2 separate regions of the Mus musculus genome follow, and region 1 is linked to region 2. Evidence: chromatin contacts called from public Hi-C data. All regions are on one chromosome and are shown on one strand. Each heading gives the region's core, a stretch centred on a gene start, on an enhancer-like site or on the middle of the called end of the contact. The rest is flanking DNA. Distances are from core to core; before and after follow the strand shown. Region 1 overlaps Agbl4 (ATP/GTP binding protein-like 4). Region 2 overlaps Agbl4 (ATP/GTP binding protein-like 4).

Evidence for each region. Hi-C and Micro-C count contacts between places; a contact is called where the count stands out from the background.
Region 1: a Hi-C map of the N1E-115 cell line shows a contact between it and region 2, with 4 times the contacts expected there. The contact joins two enhancer-like sites. A contact is called at or near these places in 3 of 484 Hi-C or Micro-C datasets (the N1E-115 cell line and embryonic stem cells) and 1 of 9 other capture datasets (embryonic stem cells).

What each region holds. Positions count from the first base shown.
Region 1 is chr4:111,617,541-111,622,155 of GRCm38.p6, reverse strand. The region is part of intron 11 of Agbl4 (ATP/GTP binding protein-like 4); the gene reads right to left. Among named protein-coding and RNA genes, the nearest start is that of Spata6, 100 kb to the left of the region's middle. Within about 2 kb of position 2,100, at least 1 of the 459 cell types and tissues checked has an H3K27ac peak or open chromatin away from gene starts, as enhancers often do. A contact at or near this core is called in the N1E-115 cell line, where this site is marked.
Region 2 is chr4:111,362,987-111,367,117 of GRCm38.p6, reverse strand. All of the region lies in intron 6 of Agbl4 (ATP/GTP binding protein-like 4), which reads right to left. Among named protein-coding and RNA genes, the nearest start is that of Bend5, 50 kb to the left of the region's middle. Within about 2 kb of position 2,212, at least 3 of the 459 cell types and tissues checked have an H3K27ac peak or open chromatin away from gene starts, as enhancers often do. A contact at or near this core is called in the N1E-115 cell line, where this site is marked.

The DNA of each region.
Region 1 (4,615 bases), core at 851-3,350, 260 kb before region 2:
TGTGCTTCTTTCACGGGTCTTTCTCCCATGGTTATTGATCACTGCTTGTTCCTGGCCCAGCCCCAGCTACCGTGGAATGCTTGGACAGAGCATCCTTCCCCTGGCATCTGGCCTCTCTCCTGTACTTCTCCCTCTGCCAGGAAGGTGGCTCCACCCCCTTCTTGCCTAGTTTGCATCTATTCACCCTGGAAGTCTGAGCCCTGGTTTCTCTTCTTCTAGGAAGTTCTTTCCCCTCTGCTCCCTGATGACCCCTTCCCCCTAGCCCAGCAGATCTTTCATCTGCCAGGACCTTTATTCTCTTTCCCTTGTCCTCTTTGCTCAAAAACCTATCTTCTTAAATACATAGCCACTTATTCCCATCTCTTTCCAATGTCTAATGGGTTTTGTTGGACAGATGGATAAATAAAATAGTTTGATGAACATGTCAGAAGGCCCACTCTGAGGGGTCCACTGAGGTCTGAAATGACAGCAGTTAGCTGACAGAATCTTGGTATTTTCCCTTGGCTAGCTGTACCATACTTCAGAGCCAGCATTATCTGATTTCAGTATGGACACAGCCACAGGAAACCAGCCTGCTCAGGACTCAGGCTCCCTCTTCCCAAAATTAGCTTGTAACCAGACCAGAAACAAAGGCTGGAGAATCATTGAGTAACTTTATGATTCTAGTTTGTCCTTTTCTCCTTCTCTCCTTTTCTCCTTCTCTCTCTCTCTCTCTCTCTCTCTGTCAACCATTTGAAAATAGCATATTTATTAGTTGTCAGGACAATAAAATGTAAATAGTAATAACTGGAGAGTTGCCTGAAAGTATCAAGACTCTACCATTTCACAACAAAAGGATGACAAATGACAGGAAGGAAAAGTGAGAGAATGATATCTAATATCACTGAGCATATGGCACGTTGATTTAACAGTTCAGGACAACATAGCCTTCCCCATGTAACCCTTGCAACCCTTACAAGACGTAACTCACTGTCAGCCTCACTTTACAGTTAAAGAACTAATGTCTGGAGTGGTTATATAACTGTGCCAAGGCTCTCAGAAAATAAAACAGAACTCACATCTGGAACTCTAATGTCAGATCTGTGTTCTTGCTACAACATGGACAGGCTAGGATGCCAAAGACCACTAGTCTTCGTGGAAACCTTTGAAAATGTATATAGTTATTTCCCTTAACTTCACCATAACCAGAACATCATACAATTATAGCTCCCAGTTACACATAAAGAAACTGAGGTCAGTTAGGTTATGCAACCTATTCAAAGGGGCTCACCCACCTACTGTGTAGCTGAGGCAAGATTCAAACCCAGATATGTGTGAATAGAAAGTCTGTTCTTTGCATAGCACTTACTTCTTTGTGGGTGTTTCTGAGTCCCACAGCAGGATAGAAAATCCAGAAAGTCCTCAGTTGCTCTATAAAGATAAAGTCACCTTGCAGAGCCTAGAGGACTCTCGGAAGGGCACTGTCTGGGATGAGGCCTGCGTTGTCTGTTGTCAGAATCAGGTCTCCTGATTCCCAGTCTAGAGGACACTTCCTCCCAGACCATATTGCCATTCCCATCAGACCATGTAATTTCTTTTTCTGATTGGGACACAGAGCCAGCAGCCAACAAAGATCACAATCTGTCTGACTGTTCTCCCTCTGTTATGAGATGAGTCTTGAAAATAATGTATATCAAAGAGGAACCAGGTTAAATCATCCTTGAATGTACCAAGCTGACTTGTGCTTCCCTGGTATAGTTCCAGGCTCCTCTCCCCCCACCCCCCACTGACAAGCAGGGACTACAAAGCTGGTGCATAGCCTCTTCATTCACCACTGACGCCTTCCAGTCTCCAGCTCCTGTAACCACTAATGCAATTATTTTTGCATCTTCTCAGTTCGACATTGAAATATTCTGTGCCCATCACCTAGTATTGGTCTGAAGCAGCTCTCATGTGGATTGTTCCACCAACCTCTTACTGTATGTCCCTGCCTTTAGTACAGCCAGGGTGACTTCCCACTATTTACAAAACATCTATTGTTCTTCATTACCTACTATTCAAGTTTGAATTCCTTTCCGTCTACAAATTTACACCTAGATCTGAAGGCCTTTGCCCAAACCTGACCAGTTATCCTCTTGCTACACGTGTATACTTTTCTTCCTTGCCTCTCTGTCTGCAGGGTTCTCCCTTCAGTAACACATTCCCATCCCATTGGACTAACTCCTGCCCAATATTAAAAGTCAGTTGAGATGGGCCTTCCAGAAGGCTTTACCTGAGTTTAAAGACATGTTTAGTTACTGCTACTGGCCCTTAGTTAGCACTCCTCTCTCTCCCTCTCCCTTTCTCTTTCCCTCTCTCCTGCCCCCTCCCCTCCCTCTCTCTCCCTTTATCTCTCTCTGTCTCTCATCCACACACACATACACTCACACACATACACTCACACACATACACTTACACACTCACACAGACATTCACACATATACACCATTATTATTACTAGAAGCAGTTGTGGCAGCATTGATTTTTGAAGTAGGTTTTTGTTGACTATCTTGAAATTTGTTTTGTACCTCAGGGTAGCCTGAAACTCATGACCTTCCTGCCTTTGTATCTAGTATGCTGGGATTACAAGTGTGTACTACCATGCTGATATACATATACTTCTTTTAAATATAAGTGTTCCTTAATCTTCTGGAATTCCTCTATCACTGAGCTTATCGTGCACATTTTAATTATCTCTTCTCTCTTCTGTCTCCCCAGTAGAACAAAAGCCTTAGAATGCCCTCTTCTCTAGTACTTTACCCCAGGTGCTGGTTGTGATTCCTGGCACGCTAATATATGTTTATTTTTGGTGAAGAAGAATTGGGTGTTAAGAGACAGAAACTGTGAGCTGAGGAAGGATTTTTTAGTAAAGATAAAATTTCTATCAGCCAACCATGCCAATAGAAAGGTGGAAGAACCCATAATTGGATGCCAGAAATTAATAACAAACCAGCTACAGCATCTTCCAGAGAGACCTGCGACTTGGGTTTAGAATTTACTTTAGCCCATAAGTTCAATTTTTTTCTAAACAATTCCTATAACTTCCTTTGCCACAATACTGAAGGAGACCAAAGTAGGTGTGGTGTGGAGTTGATCTTCACCTGTGTCTTTAAGGAGTTGGAGGATCACACTACCAAATGTTGGCAGGAGAGGGTGTCCAGGGGCATTTAAGAATGGCTAGATTTTGGGAAGCCATGCGCCTCTGCTTCATAGCACAGACTATTTTGTTGGCCTTGCTGAGCCAGAAGATATAATATCACATTCTAAGGTGATGGGCTCAGTCTTGGTGTCTGTGGGCAGAGCATCCAGTTCTTATCATGACATCTCCAAGGCTCTAGGAAGTCTGAAACACTGACCTACCACCTGGATTACTCCTTGCTCGCCCCTGCTCTGAGGCTATCACCTGGACCTCTTAAGTTCAGAAAAGTAACAGAGGATCACTGAAACCTCAGTAGACTGGGTTCTAACTCATGCCACTAGCATATGAGATTCCCCGCCCCACACAGTTTATAGCAGGAACTCTATGACTATTTACCAAGAGCTATGAAAGGCTAGTGTGAGCACTTTAATTGGGGAAGGGGTAGTTTGTACATTAAGTGAATGGGCCTCCCATATCCATGGGTTCTGTATCAGAAGATTCAACTAGCCATGGATAGAAAATAGTTTTACAAAATTAAGTCTGTACTATTTTCAGATAATTTCCTTTAAAATGCAGTATAACAATAATTTATATAGCACTTACAATACATTGAATATTATGTGATCTATAGTTAAAACATATGTTGAGGTAGCTTAGTAGCTCATACTTTTAATCTCAGCACTTGGGAGGCAGATTCAGGAAAATGAATCTTTGTGAGTTTGAGGCCAACCTGGTCTACATAGTGAGTTTAGAACAGTCAGGACTACATAGAGAGATCTTGTCTCAAAAAAAAAAAAGCCCAAACAGTATACAGTAGGATGTATGTATATATACAAGTACTACAACACTATACTCAAGAAACTAGAATATCAGGATTTCAGGATTTCTAGAACCATCTTGGAACATCGAGGGACAACTGTGTTCCTAATTTATACCATCCTTTTCCTGTTTAAAACTTTCTCAACTACAATACTTTCTCTGAGGAAAAGTTTAGAAAAGAGAAATGAATCAATTTAAAACTCAAAGGATAAAAATTAACAAGTTCTATCAGAACATCACAGACACAATAAAGTGACTTTATGATAAGCTAAAACTAGTGAATACATTTTCTTTACAAAGAAATCTAGCAAGGTAGAAAGTAGCCTCCAGTTTTCACCATGGTGAACTTAAGACAAGTTTTTTGAGAAACTGGCAGGAATAGCAGTTTATCAAAAGCAATAGATCTAGAAGGTCGGGGTGGGTTGGGCAGGGAAGATGGAGGGACAGAAGAAAAGAGAAAAGGTGTGAGAAAAAAAGGAAGAGGGAGGGAAAGGAGAGAAGAGAGGTGGAAAGAGAGGATAAAGGCAAAGGAAATGGGGAGTAAAGAGAAAGTGAGGGAGCAGAAGCTAGAAAGTGCGGGTATGGTGGTACAGGAGAAAGACAGGAATGCAGAAGCAGTGGGACAGACATGGGCCCCAG
Region 2 (4,131 bases), core at 963-3,462:
GACTTCTTTGGTTCCACAAGATACAAGCAGAGCTATTCACTGGGGCTGTGCCTTAAAAGAGAATGGTACTAAGATCATCAGAGAAGAGCAGAATTGCAACTTCTATCACACAAACAGAAAGAGAGCTGGTTCCTCCTCAGTTCAAGGGATGAGTTCAGTTTTCCAGTTTAAGCATGCACCTTTCTGCTACCTTAGGGGTACTGTTCGTGCAGGAGGCTGTGAGAAGGCTCTCTGTGGAGCCAAAGGCATGCATGAATCAGCCATGGAGCTGTAAGGGTGATGTTGATATTGCACTAGGTCTGGAGGCAGAACAAGGACCAAAGAGGATTATTCTCAACCTGTAACAGCTACTGAAGCTTGCCTGCTTGGGTTTTGTTCTTGCTTGAGACCCACCACCCTTTCTTTCTTTCTTTGTGACTTCCCTCTTTTGGAGCTGGAAAGCTTATCCTGTATTATCCTGTGTCTCCCTTAATATTTGGGAAACTGGACTTAACTTGTTTGCTTTTATACAGTCATAGCAAGAGAGGAATTTGCCTCAGGGAAAATTGTATCTTGAGTCTCACCCATATCTTATTTAGATATGTAGTTGAATTTTAGACCTTAGAGATGATGGATTGAGTTAAGACATTTAGGGCTATCAAACTGAAATCAATGCATTTTTACATGAGAGAAAGATTCACTTTGGGAGAGGGGTGCGATGAAATGTTATAGACTGGAAAGTTTCATACCCCTAAGACATTTCATACGTTGGAGCCCTCATCCTTAATAAAATCATATTTTCAGGTCTTTATCAAAGAGGATGAGAGAACAGAAAGGTTTTCTCAGCCTGGGAGGACACAGCAAGGCTTTTGCCATGTGTAAGCCAGGAGCATAGGATAAAGATCTTCACCAAGAACTGAATCTAGAGACACTTGGATCTTGAATCGCCTGATCTCTAGGATATGAGAAACAATTTTTAGATTTTGAAGCCACCCAGTCTCCTTCTGTCATAGTAGCCTGGGCAGATTTAGGAAGTTCTTGTTTCCAACACTGACCTTGAATTACAAATAAAATTCTGATAAGTATGGTCATCCTTGAACAAAGCCTTTGCAAAGCCCAGAATTCCTCATTTTTCTTGAGGTGATACATGTTTAGCATTCGGACTAATCAGTATTTCTTCAGAATTGCAATATTATTCGTGGCTGGCCTCATCCACCGGCTTTATGACCTGTTTTCAGAAGGCTTTCCCGTTTTAGAAAAAGCTATAAAATAGCTGCTTATCATTGGTCAGCATTCCTTCATGAGTGGTGAATCATGAAGGTATTAAGTACTTAAATGGTCTCAACTGAAAAAGTTTCTCAGAAATGGAGGCCTATAAGCACTATTCTACATTATTAAGAGGATTTCTAGGCTTGACCATATTTTGTGAGGTTTGGGGTGGGGTCAGTTTGCTCTGCCCACAGGCCTCTTAGAATCCCTGTCAGAGGCACAATGCTTAGATTTATCTACTCTGGCCAATAGATTTGGCACCTGTTAAATGTCCAAGATGATGTCAGATGTGGGGATCTAGTGGTGAACAACAGCAGAAATGAGCTTTGTCCTCCCAGAACATACTAGCTGGTAGGAAAGGCAAGTGTTCATCAAACAATTACACAAACAAGAGCACAACTATACTCCAAGGCAAGAACAAGGAAGAAAGAACAGTGATCCACTTTCATTTAACAAAAGGAAGTGACTGCCATGGAATACAGATCCAAGAACCATGTCTCTGAGGTAACGTTGAACAGAGATATGAGTGATGCATAGGTGTTAAGAGCACGAGGCAGGAAGACTCTCACAGACAGTGGAAACAGAAAGTGGTAGAATAGGGGTCCATAACCTTAATGAGCCTGCATGACTTCTAAACAAAGAAATCACAATAAAATACAACAGAAGTAAAAGCAATTGGCTTGCTATGACATTAAGGATACAACTCTAAGATCCTAGAACTTTCCATCTGTGATGGGACTTTTAAGTTCTTCCAATAATGGAGTCTGGGAGCCAACACTAATCTAGGCAGTGGGAATAATAGGTCCAGAAATCTGTGATTAGATTAACTGAGCTCATTCCAGGAACTGGAAGCAGCTAGTAGGGAAGAAACACTGAGTCAGAGGCAGGGGTGGGTGGGTGGGGCGAGGGACAAGGCTGAGACAATCACGCTAACAGTTTTGGAAAGCCAGGGAAGGACCTTTGAAGGTGGTAGTGAAGGGGTAAGTGTGGCACAGAAAGTTTGTGCTGTTTGATGAGTGGGTCTAGGGAGACTGGTAGGAATTTATTTCAGTAGTTAAGATGAAAGGTAATTGTTGAGAACAGGGCAGAGAAAGGCATGGACAGGGCATGAGAGCAAAGAAGAGTCTGAAGAACCAGAAGGAACAAGGGTGGGAAGAGGGCAAGGCAGATATGTTATATTCCTATTATAAGTTTCTCTAAAACTTTATCCTAATATGGTCTGGGGCCTCAGAATCCTCACTCATCCATCACAGAAACCTCCAGGACATTGCAGAAAAGGGGGGGGGGGGGAGAGACAGGGCTCTGTAAATGTGAAGATTAGGTAACTGTTCAAAGATCTTCCTGTGCTGATATCCTGTGGCTCAAAAAATTTGTCATCTTAATCTTTTTCTCCTTTCTCTTTCAAATGCCTAAGATTGTCTTTACTAAAAATATACTTGCTGGAAGGAATCACGAATGATACTTATGCCAGCAGCTTGATGACAAATAGTTGTGACATCTTGAATCAGGAGTATGAACCAGAACCGCCAGGTGTCTGTTGCACAAAAGGAGAGAAAAAGAATCTTTCACTGGAAGTTCCCCCAGGAGACCCAAAGACCAATAATGAAATCAGTGTCAGAGAGGAAAGTGCCTTGGATGATGGTAATGATGATGATACTCATAATAATTCCTTAAATTCATTTACTGTCTTAACATGCCGTGTCTCATTTGACACAACAACCTTCTGAGGTATGCCAGTTCACAGAAATGAGTAGGATGAGCCCAGGAGAGAAGAAAAGAGACAGCAGAGCTTAAACAGACGTATGTGTTCGTTTAATTGACAAATACTTACAGAACTCCTATTAAGTGCCATGCTGTAACCATCAGTATATATGTAAAAGACAAAGTCTCTATTTTCATGGGGTAAAATGATAATAAGATAATGTGATAATATGAAGCATCAAAAATATACAATATAACTTATGATGGAATATAATCTACTGATCATTTGTAATAAATTCTACAAAGAGGAATTATTAGGACTCACTGTTAACAAGTAAACAGGGCTGACGAGTTGGATCCTCGCATTATTCCAGTTGGTCTCCCTGGAACAGCCAGCAGAGACAGGAACCTAGCATACTGTCCTCTGAGAGGCTCCACCCAGTAGCCAACTGAAGGAGATACTGAGACTCACATCCAAACATTAAATGGAGTTTGGGGAATCTTACAGAAGAGTTGGGAGAAGGATTGAGGACCTGTAGAGGACAGGTACTCCACAGGAAGATCAACAGAGTCAACTAACCTAGACCTTTGGGGGGGCCCAGAAACTGAATACCAACCAAAGAGTGAGCTGGGCTAGACCTAGGTCCTCTGTATATATGTAGCAGGTGAGCAGCTTGATCCTCATGTGGGTCCCCCAACAACTGGGGGAGGGACTGTCCCTGTGACTGTTGCCTGTCTGCCTGAGGTCCTGTGCCTGTAAATGTCTAGCCTGAGTGGGAGAAGATTCACCCAGTCCTGCAGTGACTTACTGTGCGCAGAGAAGTGGAGGCAGGGTTGGGAGGGTTGGGGAGAGTTAAGGGTTGAGGTTGGGTTTTGTTAGTGTGCGGGGTGACACCCAGAGGGAGGTGAAGGTAGAATGCCAGAAGATTTGCCTGCGAGGGTACTGGGAGAAAAGGAAGGGCTGATATTAGGTTGCAAAGTGAATAAATAAACAAATAAATAATTTAAAAACAAGTAACCACAGAAGGCAATTTTAAATAGAATAGTCAGAGAAACTTTCTTGATGAAGTGGCACTGCAGTCTAAGAAAAAACAATGACCCAGTACTGTAGATGCCAGTTCTGGGAAAGGGCTGGACTTGTCTGAGAAGAAAATAGAGACCAGTATGTATGGAATATGATAA